Linked DNA regions of Macaca mulatta: region 1 is linked to region 2. A link is a contact called in public Hi-C data. All regions are on one chromosome and are shown on one strand. The core of a region is the stretch at or near the end of the contact, and the rest is flanking DNA. Distances in the headings are between cores, read along the strand shown. Region 1 holds the start of RACK1 (receptor for activated C kinase 1). Region 2 holds the start of TRIM7 (tripartite motif containing 7).

What was found. A called contact is a pair of places that touch in the nucleus more often than the background predicts.
Region 1: a Hi-C map of blood shows a contact between it and region 2, with 1.7 times the contacts expected there. The contact joins the promoter of RACK1 here to the promoter of TRIM7 in region 2. A contact is called at or near these places in 2 of 14 Hi-C or Micro-C datasets (blood and liver).

What each region holds. Positions count from the first base shown.
Region 1 is chr6:190,285,520-190,290,810 of T2T-MMU8v2.0, forward strand. RACK1 (receptor for activated C kinase 1) reads right to left here and starts at 2,108. Exons shown (of 8, transcript XM_001105066.5): 1 at 1,896-2,108; 2 at 392-563. The coding sequence starts at 2,004. LOC114679149 (small nucleolar RNA SNORD95) reads right to left here and starts at 1,608; the gene lies at 1,541-1,608. It overlaps LOC114679126 (small nucleolar RNA SNORD96 family), which reads right to left and starts at 109; the gene lies at 31-109.
Region 2 is chr6:190,246,420-190,251,885 of T2T-MMU8v2.0, forward strand. TRIM7 (tripartite motif containing 7) reads right to left here and starts at 3,331. Exons shown (of 7, transcript XM_015141669.3): 1 at 1,109-3,331; 2 at 67-162. The coding sequence starts at 1,630. TRNAA-UGC (transfer RNA alanine (anticodon UGC)) reads left to right here and starts at 3,365; the gene lies at 3,365-3,436. It overlaps TRNAK-CUU (transfer RNA lysine (anticodon CUU)), which reads left to right and starts at 4,195; the gene lies at 4,195-4,267.

The DNA.
Region 1 (5,291 bases), core at 858-3,357, 38 kb after region 2:
CATTGCATTACTCACACATATATGACAAAGAATCCCTTCAGAATTGCAGGACATGTCCTCACTCCCACATGGGGATTGGCTGACAATGTCATCTGTCATCACCAGGACCCTCTAATTCCACCTGCCAATCACCTCAGCTTTCAAGGTAAAACATGTTCAAACTGCTGCCTACTCAAAACTGTCGCACCTGGTAGATATGTTCAACCACACTCCTCAGCAATCCTGAGTAACTAATTCAAAGCGAGGGAGGCCAAACATCTTCTGTAGGTGCAGTCTGCTTTCCAGTTCCCAAATGGACTGGATCTCCCCTGGGAAACCAGCCAATTGCATCCACCACATTTCTGCCCAGATTTTTTCCCAAGGCCCCAGAGCTAAGTGAGCAGCTACTTGCGTTGTGAGATCCCAGAGGCGCAGGGTTCCATCCCAGGAGCCTGAGAGGGCAAACTGGCCATCTGAGGAGATAACCACATCACTAACAAAGTGGGAGTGACCCCGCAGAGCACGCTGTGGAATTCCATAGTTGGTCTCATCCCTGGTCAGTTTCCACATGATGATGGTCTTATCTAAAAGCGGCCAAACAGAAGAAAAACCAGTGAGGAACCCGCAGCCAGTTTGTTAACACACTGGATAATTCACTAAGTGTCAAGGTCATGAGTGGGTTAACAACTAAGGATGCTTAAGGAGGGATGGAACAACAGACTACAAGAGCAGTTACAGGCCAGGACTGAGTGGCTCTATTCCAGACTAAAAACGCACGCAGAGCTAAACTGTACCGTGATAACTCTTTTTTTTTTTTTTTTTTGAGATGGAGTCTCACTCTGTCACCCAGGCTGGAGTGCAATGGCATGATCTCGGCTCACTGCAACCTCCACCTCCCGTGTTCAAGCAATTCTCCTGCCTCAGCCTCCCTAGTAGCTGGAATTACAGGCCACCCCCAGCACGCCTGGCTTTTTTTTTTTTTTTAAACTAGAGATGGGGTTTCACCATTGGCCAGGCTAGTTTCGAACTCCTGACCTAAGGTGATCCGCCCGCCTCTGCCTCCCAAAGTGCTGGGATTATAGCCGTGAGCCACCGTGCCCGGTCTGTATCCTGAGAACTTAATTTAGGTGCCAGAAATTACAGACACCCTTTCCTGAAACTCAGACGAACTCAACAGCCACCACGTATCTTCTCTGCAACCGAATGCACAGCAGTTCGTGGCTGTAGAGTAGCTGGGGCCTCCCATGCCTCCCATGAGGGCCGACAGAAATGTTATAATGAATGCTGGAAAAGCCACTTTAGGCGCTACAGGATCGGATGCTTTTACTGAAACCTGTCCCACTCAACAATTTTACGATTAACAGCCAGACATGATTCAAGAGTCACACAATTCTTAACAGTGTAGGAGCAAAGGGGAAGCACAACAAGTGTCCAAACGCAGTCAGGCACACAGGGATAGGGACGGGGAGGGGAGACCCAGGGGCAGAAAAAGTAGGACGAGACTTGAGCCACGAGGTCCTCTGGAGTCCACCCGCCTCCCCACGAGCCTTGGGCCGGGCGGCAGCTCAGAAACAGCCTCTGGATTTCAGCACCGACACTCAGATGGCATGTTGGGGTCATCACCGCCCCGCCCGGCCCGTAGGCCCCCGACCACACTACGAAGGGGAAGGCAGAAGATGTTTTAAAAGTTTCCAACTCTCCAACCCTAACAGCCACGAGCCGCTCTACGTCTAGGTCCTCATCTGCAATGTGGTTCGCCCGGGCTGAGGCCTAGGCTCGCGTCCGCACGCCCCAAATCACAGTGAGGCAGAGAAGTTTGTCAGTCCCCGGCAGCGCGCGCGCCACCGGCCTGCCCGAACCACGCGGAATCCCCCAGCCCTGCAATCTCGGGTCCTGAAATCTACCTTAGTCCGTACCTCGAGAGGCGGACAGGATCATGTCCGGGAACTGCGGGGTAGTAGCGATCTGGGTTACCCAGCCGTTGTGGCCCTTGAGGGTGCCACGAAGGGTCATCTGCTCAGTCATGGCGGCGGCGAGCGCGTGTGTCGCTGCAGCGACGAGGATGGCACTGGATGGCTCAGAGAAACGAGCAACACAGCCGCTACCGCCGCCGCCTTGCAGTGAAAGAGAGAAGCCCTCTGCCGGAACCGGAAATACCCACTCGACCAAGTAAAATGGCGAGCCCCATGATACACTTCTGCTCAAGATGGCGGCGCCATGTAATGCAAAAGGCAAAGGGAAATTGCACGGCATCACAGTCCCCACTTCCGTACAACATAATCTGACAGCGCTTTATAAATACATTCTGAAACAAGCACATTCAAGTGTTTAAAAAGGCTTCTCAGGGATGATGTAGAGCGAGAAGCGAAAGAGGTGAAGTGTACGGCACATTCCCATGAGGACTCCCTGGCGGCTTCCCCGCCCCTATGTGGCGTAGCTCGAGCTCCGCCTGTTCCACTTGGTGCGGGGAGGGTTGACGGGGCAACCACAGGAGAGCTTAATTTTCAGTTCACTATCGTGGGTAACGATGGGCAATTTAAAAAAGTATGGCATTAAAATTTTAAAAATAAACTTTAAAACTGTGCTTCCGCGGGACCGTCCTCCCTCAAGAGGTTTTTGTTCTGATGCACACCAACTCCGGAAGGACTTAGTCCAGGCTGGACTAAGGCAGGAGAGGGTTACTCTGGATGTACTAAAAATTGGTCTCTTTTTGCCGGGCGCAGTGGCTCGTGCCTGTAATCATTCCACTTTGGGAGGCCGAGGGGGTGGATCACTTGAGGTCAGGAGTTCGAGACTAGCCTGGCCAACATGATGCAACCTCTTTCCAATAAATAAATAAATAAATAAATAAATAAGTAAAATTAGCCAGGTGTGGTGGCGGGTGCCTGTAATCCCAGCTACTCGGGAGGCTGAGGCAGGAGAATCCCTTGAACCTGGGAGGCAGAAGTTGCAGTGAATCGAGATCCCGCCACTGCACTCCAGCCTGGGCAGTAGAGCGAGACTCCGACTCAAATAAATACATACATACATACAATAAAATAATAAGGTGAAAATTGCCCTGTGTGTTGCTAGACTGCCAATCCATTCCTGCCTAGGTCAGAACACGGGAAGCTCTCGCAGAAACGGAAACGCCCAAAGGAGGACCTTAAAGTTCTGACTTCTGGGGACATCCACTGGAAAGCTCTCTCTGGGCCCAGTCACTGCACACAAAAGCCCAGGCGTCTGGGGGTCCAGTTGCACCCTGAAGGACGTGCCCAGACAGGGAAGCGGTGGAACACGGATACCTAGCTGTCCTTCTGCCTTCCACTCTACCTCAGGAATTTAAACAAGTAATGACTCTCATTCTCTCACATCTGACTATAAGAGTATTGGGCACCGTGTCTCTTCAAGTAGTTTTAAACAGGAGGACATATCAGGATGATAGCAGCCACCAACATCTATGCAAAATAAAGATGTCACATTTCTATTTGTGACATCTATCAACTTTTGTTTCTCATCTGTGAAATGAGATTGGAAATAACATTAGTATCTACATTACATGGTGTGGAAAGTAAAGAAGCAAATTAAGCGCCCTGAACAACGTCTGGCAGAGTAAATGTTGTGAAACTTAGTGAGCACCTCTTGGGTACCAAGCCTTATTTTAGGTTTTGGGGACAAAGCTGTGAACAAGACAGACGGGGGACTCTGGTTTATTTGCAGCTTACTTCCGGCGGTATGCGAAGAGGGGAGAACATTGGAGCAGATACACGGAGAGCGCACTGTGGGTATATGGGAGAATAATGTTCCGTGGAGGGACGTCGTGTAGGGGAAGAATGTTTCAATCGGAGGGAAGAGTTAGTGCCAACGTACTGAGCTGGAGTGTGGAGGGGCTGAGGACAGAGCAGTGAAATGGAGGGCGCAGTTAACCTACGGCCTTGAAGGCCTGGAGAAGAACCTTGGCAATGTCTGCTAGAAAGCCTGCGTAAAGGCAGAAGACAGGCGAGGAACGGTGGCAGAGCTGCCGCAGGCTGTACACGCCCAGGTGTGCAGAGGCCTGGATCCCTCCCTGAAACAGCTTGCTCAACTGGTCCATGGCAGATTCCCCTGCCTTCCGCCGCAGTCTCTGTCGGGCCCCGCGGAACGCTGTCCTGGCTGTGCTCCTCCGCAGCCTGTGGACCATCCTAAGGCTCCAGGTTTGTACATCACCTGCCTTCTTGGCACCCCCAGCTGACTGTTCTTTCGCTTTTCCAATACAAGACGCAATCCCGACCCAGGTGTTTTGTTTCTGTGGTGGTCGTGGAAGACCCCTGCCTTCACCCACCCGCTAACCAGCTTGCTGCCCCCGACTCGGGTCACGCCAGCGCCTCCCTGAGCCCTCGGGCGCAAATAGGTCAACGACCACACCCGCCTCCCGCTGTGGACTGAGTGAGATTCGCGGTGCGAGGGGTTCCCGGGTTGGGGCCCTAAAACGCCGAGGAGTAGCACTAGATTACACTGTCACATTCTTTTTTCCTTTCGAGAAACCTCATTCGGTTCTCTTTTTCTTGAACGTTCCACAGGGAGTCCAGGTTTAACACGAACCTCGCTGCAGGTCCCCGACCCACGCCCAAGGAAAAGACCTTCCCGCGCCGCGGGTCCCTCTCCCGGAAGCGGGCGGTTGCCACGCCCAACCCCACCCTGCCCCGCCCCCTTTCCCGCTCCGCCCCGGGGCTGCCCCCTTTCCCTGCCTCGCGAGACCTGGGCCGAGACCTCGGGAATGCTCCGGGCTCCTGCCGGCCTCTCCCGGCCGGGTTCTCTTGCACTAAAAATAGGCGACTGTGGCAGCGCCCCTCCTATGGGGCCTTGGGGGAAATTGGGGTTTTGTCTTAGAGCCCGTGTGGACCCCGATGGCGATGCCAGCCCGAGGAGAGGGAGGCGGCTTTCCGACGACCAGACCCTGCAGGATTCGGCCTTTCCCTTCGGAGTTTTCCTCCAACCCCCTCCGTCCCTCCCAGGGGATGCCCGCAGGCCACGGTGGTCACTGAAGTTCAGCCCTGAGCCGAAGGAGACGTGGCCTCGACCCTGGGGGCCCCTTCAGGTGTAGCTTGAGGGGGAACGGCCGCCTTTCCCGTTGGGCACCCAGCTGTGGCTGTGCCCGGTCCTCGCCCAGCTCCCGGCATAGGCATGCACTCTGGGCCGGGGCCGGGGCCGGGGCCCCCGTCTCTCCAGGAGGAATCGCTGGGTTGACTCTGGGTCAGCAAAGGGAGCCCGGCCCCTTCTAGCGGGGGGACGTCCTGCAGCCGCTGGAGGAGGCTGAGTCAGTCAAGCTCATCCCACCAGAAGTCTCCCTGTGC
Region 2 (5,466 bases), core at 2,081-4,580:
ACTGAGCCCTGGTGCTGCGTAGGCCTCTATAATCTCCCACGGGGTGCCAGGGGGTGCCTGGCTCACCAGGAGCTCCTTGCTCTCCTTCTCTTCCGTGGACCGGGACACCTCATAGTCCTCCAGTTCCTTCTTCAAGACCCTCAGCCTGGACTCCAAGAGCTCCTGTAGGTGAAGGGAAACAATGTGAGGTGGGGGGGAGGGGATTCTGGAAACCCCCACCTCTGCCTCCTGGAGCCAGCCAGGAGAAAGGGAAGGCCCTGCTCACTGAGGGGGAGGCCGGGTAGAAGTCTGTCTACAGGTTGCAGGTTACACTGCGAGGGGACTCTGAAGGTCTCGGGATCTTGCGTCCCCAAAAGCATCTGCTGGACCAGCCAGACTGAAACACAAGCCTCCAGCAGCCCTACCCCTAGTCGTCTCCTCTGCTCTCCGCCCCACCATCAGGAAGCCCTGTGGGTGGGAGAGTTGGAGCAGGATAGGTGAGCAAGGAGAAACTGGTGACTGCCGCCCGAGCCTCCCCGCCCCGCCCTCACCCCTGCACACACCCTCGCTGAGGCTCAGCGAGAAAATAGCAAAGAAAGGGCGCTCAGAATCGACAGCCTTGGCACAGTCAGACGGCTCTCGGTGCTGCTTGACCCAGGAGCCCCCTCCCTGGACCTCTTGGCGAGGTCCTCCCACTCAGTTCCACGAGGTGGGGACTTTGAGCAGAGCCCGCTTCAGGGAAAGAGATAAGAGTGGGGGCAGCGGCTGCCTGGCTGTGCCGGAGACGTCCCGCGGGCGCAGAGCTGCGGAGACGCAGACCAGGCTAGAGGCTCTGAACAGACAGGAAAAACATCGCCAAGTCCGCGGGGGACGTCGCGCAGGCAGCCCAGTGTCTGGCCCAGAGGGAAACGCAGTGGGGGTGGGGTGGGGGTATTGGTGATGTTCGGGGTGACAGAGAACCGCGCTCAGCCGGGGGACCCGTGCTGGGCTTCCTGGAATAGGAGAAAGAAGGGAGGGCTCACCCGGGCCTCCTGATCGACAGTCTGTTCTCTGCACCGCGTGCGCGGGAGCGCGGGACCAGGGCAGGGGGTCCCGGGGACCCACAGGGGTGGGTGCGGGCTGCGCTCACCTTGGCGTCCTGCACCGCCTCGTCCAGCGGCAGCACGGCGTGCTCGCGGTGCTCGCGGGCGCGGTCGCACACCACGCAGATGGCGCGTCCGTCGTCCTGGCAGTAGAGCTTGAATGGTTCGCCATGCTGACCGCACCGGGCAGCCGCTGCCCCGGCCGAGGGCGCCTGGGACCCGTGCTCTCCCGGGGCGGCCGCGGGCAGGCTGAAGCGCCGAAGGAGCGTGGCCACGGCGGCCAGCTGCCGGTTGGGCCGCAGCTGACTGGGGCGCGCGGGCTCGCGGCACTGCGGGCAGGGCAGTGGGAAGGGCGGCGCGCGGGTCACCGCCCCAACAATCCCCGCGCCCGGGCGCTCCCAGCAGCGCCCTATGCAGGCGCGGCAGAAGCTGTGGCCGCACTCGACGGACACCGGCTCACGAAAAAGCTCTAGGCAGATGGAGCACGTCGCCTCGCCCTGCAGCTCTGCCGCCAGCGCTAGAGCCTCGGCCCCGGTGCCGGAGCCGGTCCGCGGCCCCACAGCCGCCATGCGCGCTCTCCGCGCTCTCAGATCTGGTAGCGCCTGGGCGGCCGCTGGACCTCACAGGACGCGGGTCGGAGCCCGACGTCCGAGCTGGCCGCCGAGTGCCCACTGGGAGAGGAAGGGCGGGGCTGCCACTGGGCAGGCAGAGACTTGAGCCCAGGGCGCGCCCGGCTGGGAGCCGGGAGGGGAGGCGCACGTTGACTACAGGCCCGAAGACACTGGGCCATTCAAGCGCGGGACAGCGCCCCGCGCCCCGGACCTGCGCTCCACCAGCCCCCGCCTTGGCCAGCGGCCTCTCCCCGTCGCCCCAGTCGCTCAGCCTCTCCAGGCCGCCCCAGCCTGACCCAGTCAGCCGCGGGAAACGGGCCGCGACAGGTGGGCGCACAAACCCTGCCGGGAGCCACTCCCGGTTTCCGACCGAGGCCGACCCAGCATCTCGGAGCAAGGGCCTGGCGCTCGGGCCACGGTGTCAGGTTCCCCTAGCGCAGGTTCGCCCCGGCCCTGAACTGAGCTAAATTTAGAGACTGGAACCTGGCCCTGTCCCCTCACCCTCAAGCATGGCCTTGTATCCACTCCATTACCTTTTCTGCGACCGTCCTCTCCCTTCTTTACTCTTTACTTAATATTTGAACAGATAATACATATATACTTTCCCATTTTATTCAGTATTATTTCACCCCCCCACATACAAACCTCAGCGCTCTCTTGTCCCCCAGCTGTCTCCACAGCCCCTCTGCAGAACTGCCTGTGTTACCCGCTTCCACACCCTCTCTCCTTGTTCACTCTGGAGGTCGCTTGGATCAGGCTTTCGCCCGCACCCTCCTCAGAAACTGGCTTGCCAGTGTTACCGGGAACTCCAGCAATTCTCACCCAAAGGCGAAGACCTCGCCTCACCTCCCCCCTTCCCGACTTCCCTTCTCAGGGCTGTGTCCCCGACCCTTCCTGCTGTTCCTGAACTGCGTGGCCTCTGCGCTGGCTGTTCCCCTTGCGTGGACCTCTTTTCTCCGACCACCTGCATGCTCCTTCCCACCTCATTCAGGTCTTGCTTCAAACGTCTCTGCCCACGAAGCCCGCCCCGAACGCGCACGCTGTGTAAAGTGGTCTCTCAGCGCGCTCCCCTCTCCGGGCTGGCTCTGTGCCCGCTCTCCATCTCCTCTGGAATGTCAGCTTTAAGACGGACTGTACCCGGTTTGTTCACGGCTGAATCCTGTTTTTAGAGCAGTTCTTGGCAAGCTCAGTAAAGTTTTCTCGGATTAAACGTGGTTCAGAATTCGAAAGATGAGCCGCAGTTCACGGTGAAAAGTAGGCCCTTCACCTGTGTCCCAGTTCTTTCTTCATCCCGAGCAATCAACTTTACAATTCTGGATTACATTAATCAAATATTCCGTATTTTATCGCCTCGACCCCCTGTTTTAAAAAACAAAACGTAGCATCCTGCACAATTTTCCCTTCTTTTCTTTTTCAGGTCACAGTTCAGTTTTGGCATCGTGCCTGATGATTTTCTCTCCTTTTTCCACCGCTGCTCCCAGGTGCTTAGCCGGGCCTAATCCTCTCTCTTGGAATCTCTTGGTCAAGACCCGCTGGTCTGGAGTCAGCGGAGGACCCTGGAACAACTCTCGGCCCTGCGATCCCGGGTTTTTGCAGCAGCTGAGACCCAGCGCACACCAGTTGTCATCCGCTCCCGATGCCCTGAGCTAAGCGACGACTAGGGGCAATCTGGGAGAGCCTCAAAACGTGGACGGGGATGTAGCTCAGTGGTAGAGCGCTTGCTTTGCATGTATGAGGCCCCGGGTTCGATCCCCGGCATCTCCAGTGTTCTTTTGCACATCCAATTTTTATTCTCGATTTTCCTTTCAAATTTTGAAATCCAGCGTGTTCGCAGAGCGCCAGGAAAAACCCAGAAGGTAGAGTCTGCGGGGTGGAGAAAGACCGCGGCGGCCCCTGCCCTCCTCTGGGCCCCATTAATTGTCTTTAAAAATCCACACGGTACTTTACCGGGTGCGGTGGCTCATTCCTGTAATCCCGGCACTTTAGGAGGCCGAGGCGGGTGAATCACTAGGTCAGCAGTTTGAGATCAGCCTGACCAACAAGGCGAAACCCGGTCTCTACGTAGCCGGGCGTGGTGGCAGGCGCCTGTAATCCCAGCTACTCAGGAGCCTTTGGCAGGAGAATTGCTTGAATCCAGGAGGCGGAGGTTGCAGTGAGCCGAGATTCCGATACGGCACTGCAACCTGGGCGACAGAGCAGGACTCTGTAAAAAAAGGGAAAAAAAAAAAAAAAATCCACACGGTGAGAGCTCCAGTGGCGTCAGGATGCACGTTTTTCCATCTCCTTGCCGTGAGCTTCATCGCGGGTAGAAAATGGCTTGATCGCTGGTAGGGTAGAAGGGGCAGAAAACGGACGTAAGTGGGAGGGACAGTCAGGCAGGAACGGCAGAGTTTGAATTTCCCGGGAGCCGAGGCTCTTCAGTAGTTTTATCACACTCCAAACAAATCCAAGTTCAAACCCACAGTTGAATATGGTCCCAATGTAATCTAGAATGAAAAATTCTTTAGGCGGAGTTACCGGACGCCCGGCTAGCTCAGTCGGTAGAGCATGAGACTCTTAATCTCAGGGTCGTGGGTTCGAGCCCCACGTTGGGCGTAGTTGGTCGTTTTACTCCTAAATCTACGATTACTGGCCATACCTGTAAAACATTATAAGCCGACCAACCCTTAGGAAAATAATCTGCTCTGAAGCCTTTCACTTCTGTGTGTGAAATACTCTTGTAGGCGCTGCATGTTCATTACCCATTATCTAGCAGTACAATTAGGGTTTCAAACTGTGGTAAAATATGCCCAACAAAATTTACCACTTTTTAACTGTACAGTTCTGTAGCATTAAATACGTTTAAATCGTTGTGCATCAATCTCCTTTTTCATGTTTCCCAGATGAAACTCTGAACCCATCCAACACTAACTCTCCATTCCCCTCTGCCCACAACCGCTGACAACCACCATTCTACTTTGTGTCTATGAATTTGACTCCTCTAGATACGTCATGTAAGATGAATCGTACAATATTTCTTTTTTTAATTGTCTTATTTCATTTAATGTCTTCAAGATTGATCCTTATGTAGCATGTGTCAAAATTTCCTTCCTTTCAAAGCTGATTAGCATTCCCCTGCACGTATATACCACATGATCCATTCATCTGCCAATGTACACTTGCTTCCTTCCTCCTTTTGGCTACTGTGGATAATGCAGCTATGAACATGGGTGTACGAATATCTGTTTGAGTTCAGGTTTTCTATTTTTTTAGAGTACACGTCACAAAGTGAAATTACTGGGTCATATGGCATCTCTATGTTTTTAAGGAAGTGGTATACCATTTTCCACAGAGGCTACATGCACCACAAAATGAGCTTTAAAAAACATCTTTCGGCCGGGCGCGGTGGCTCAGGCCTGTAATCCCAGCACTTTGGGAGGCAGAGGAGTGACGGATCACGAGGTCAGCAGATCGAGACCATCCTGGCTAACACGGTGAAACCTCGTCTCTACCAAAAATACAAAAAAACTAGCCGGGCGAGGTGGCGGCGCCTGTGGTCCCAGCTACTCGGGAGGCTGAGGCAGGAGAATGGCGGGAACCCGGGAGGCGGAGCTTGCAGTGAGCTGAGATCCGGCCACTGCACTCCAGCCTGGGCCACAGAGCGAGACTCCGTCTCAAACAAACAAACAAACAAACAAAACAAAACAAAACAAAATACAACACAACACAACAAAAAAAAATCTTTCGACCGGTCACGGCTGTAATCTCAGCACTCTGGGAGGCCGAGGCGGGCGGATCACCTGAAGTCAGGAGTT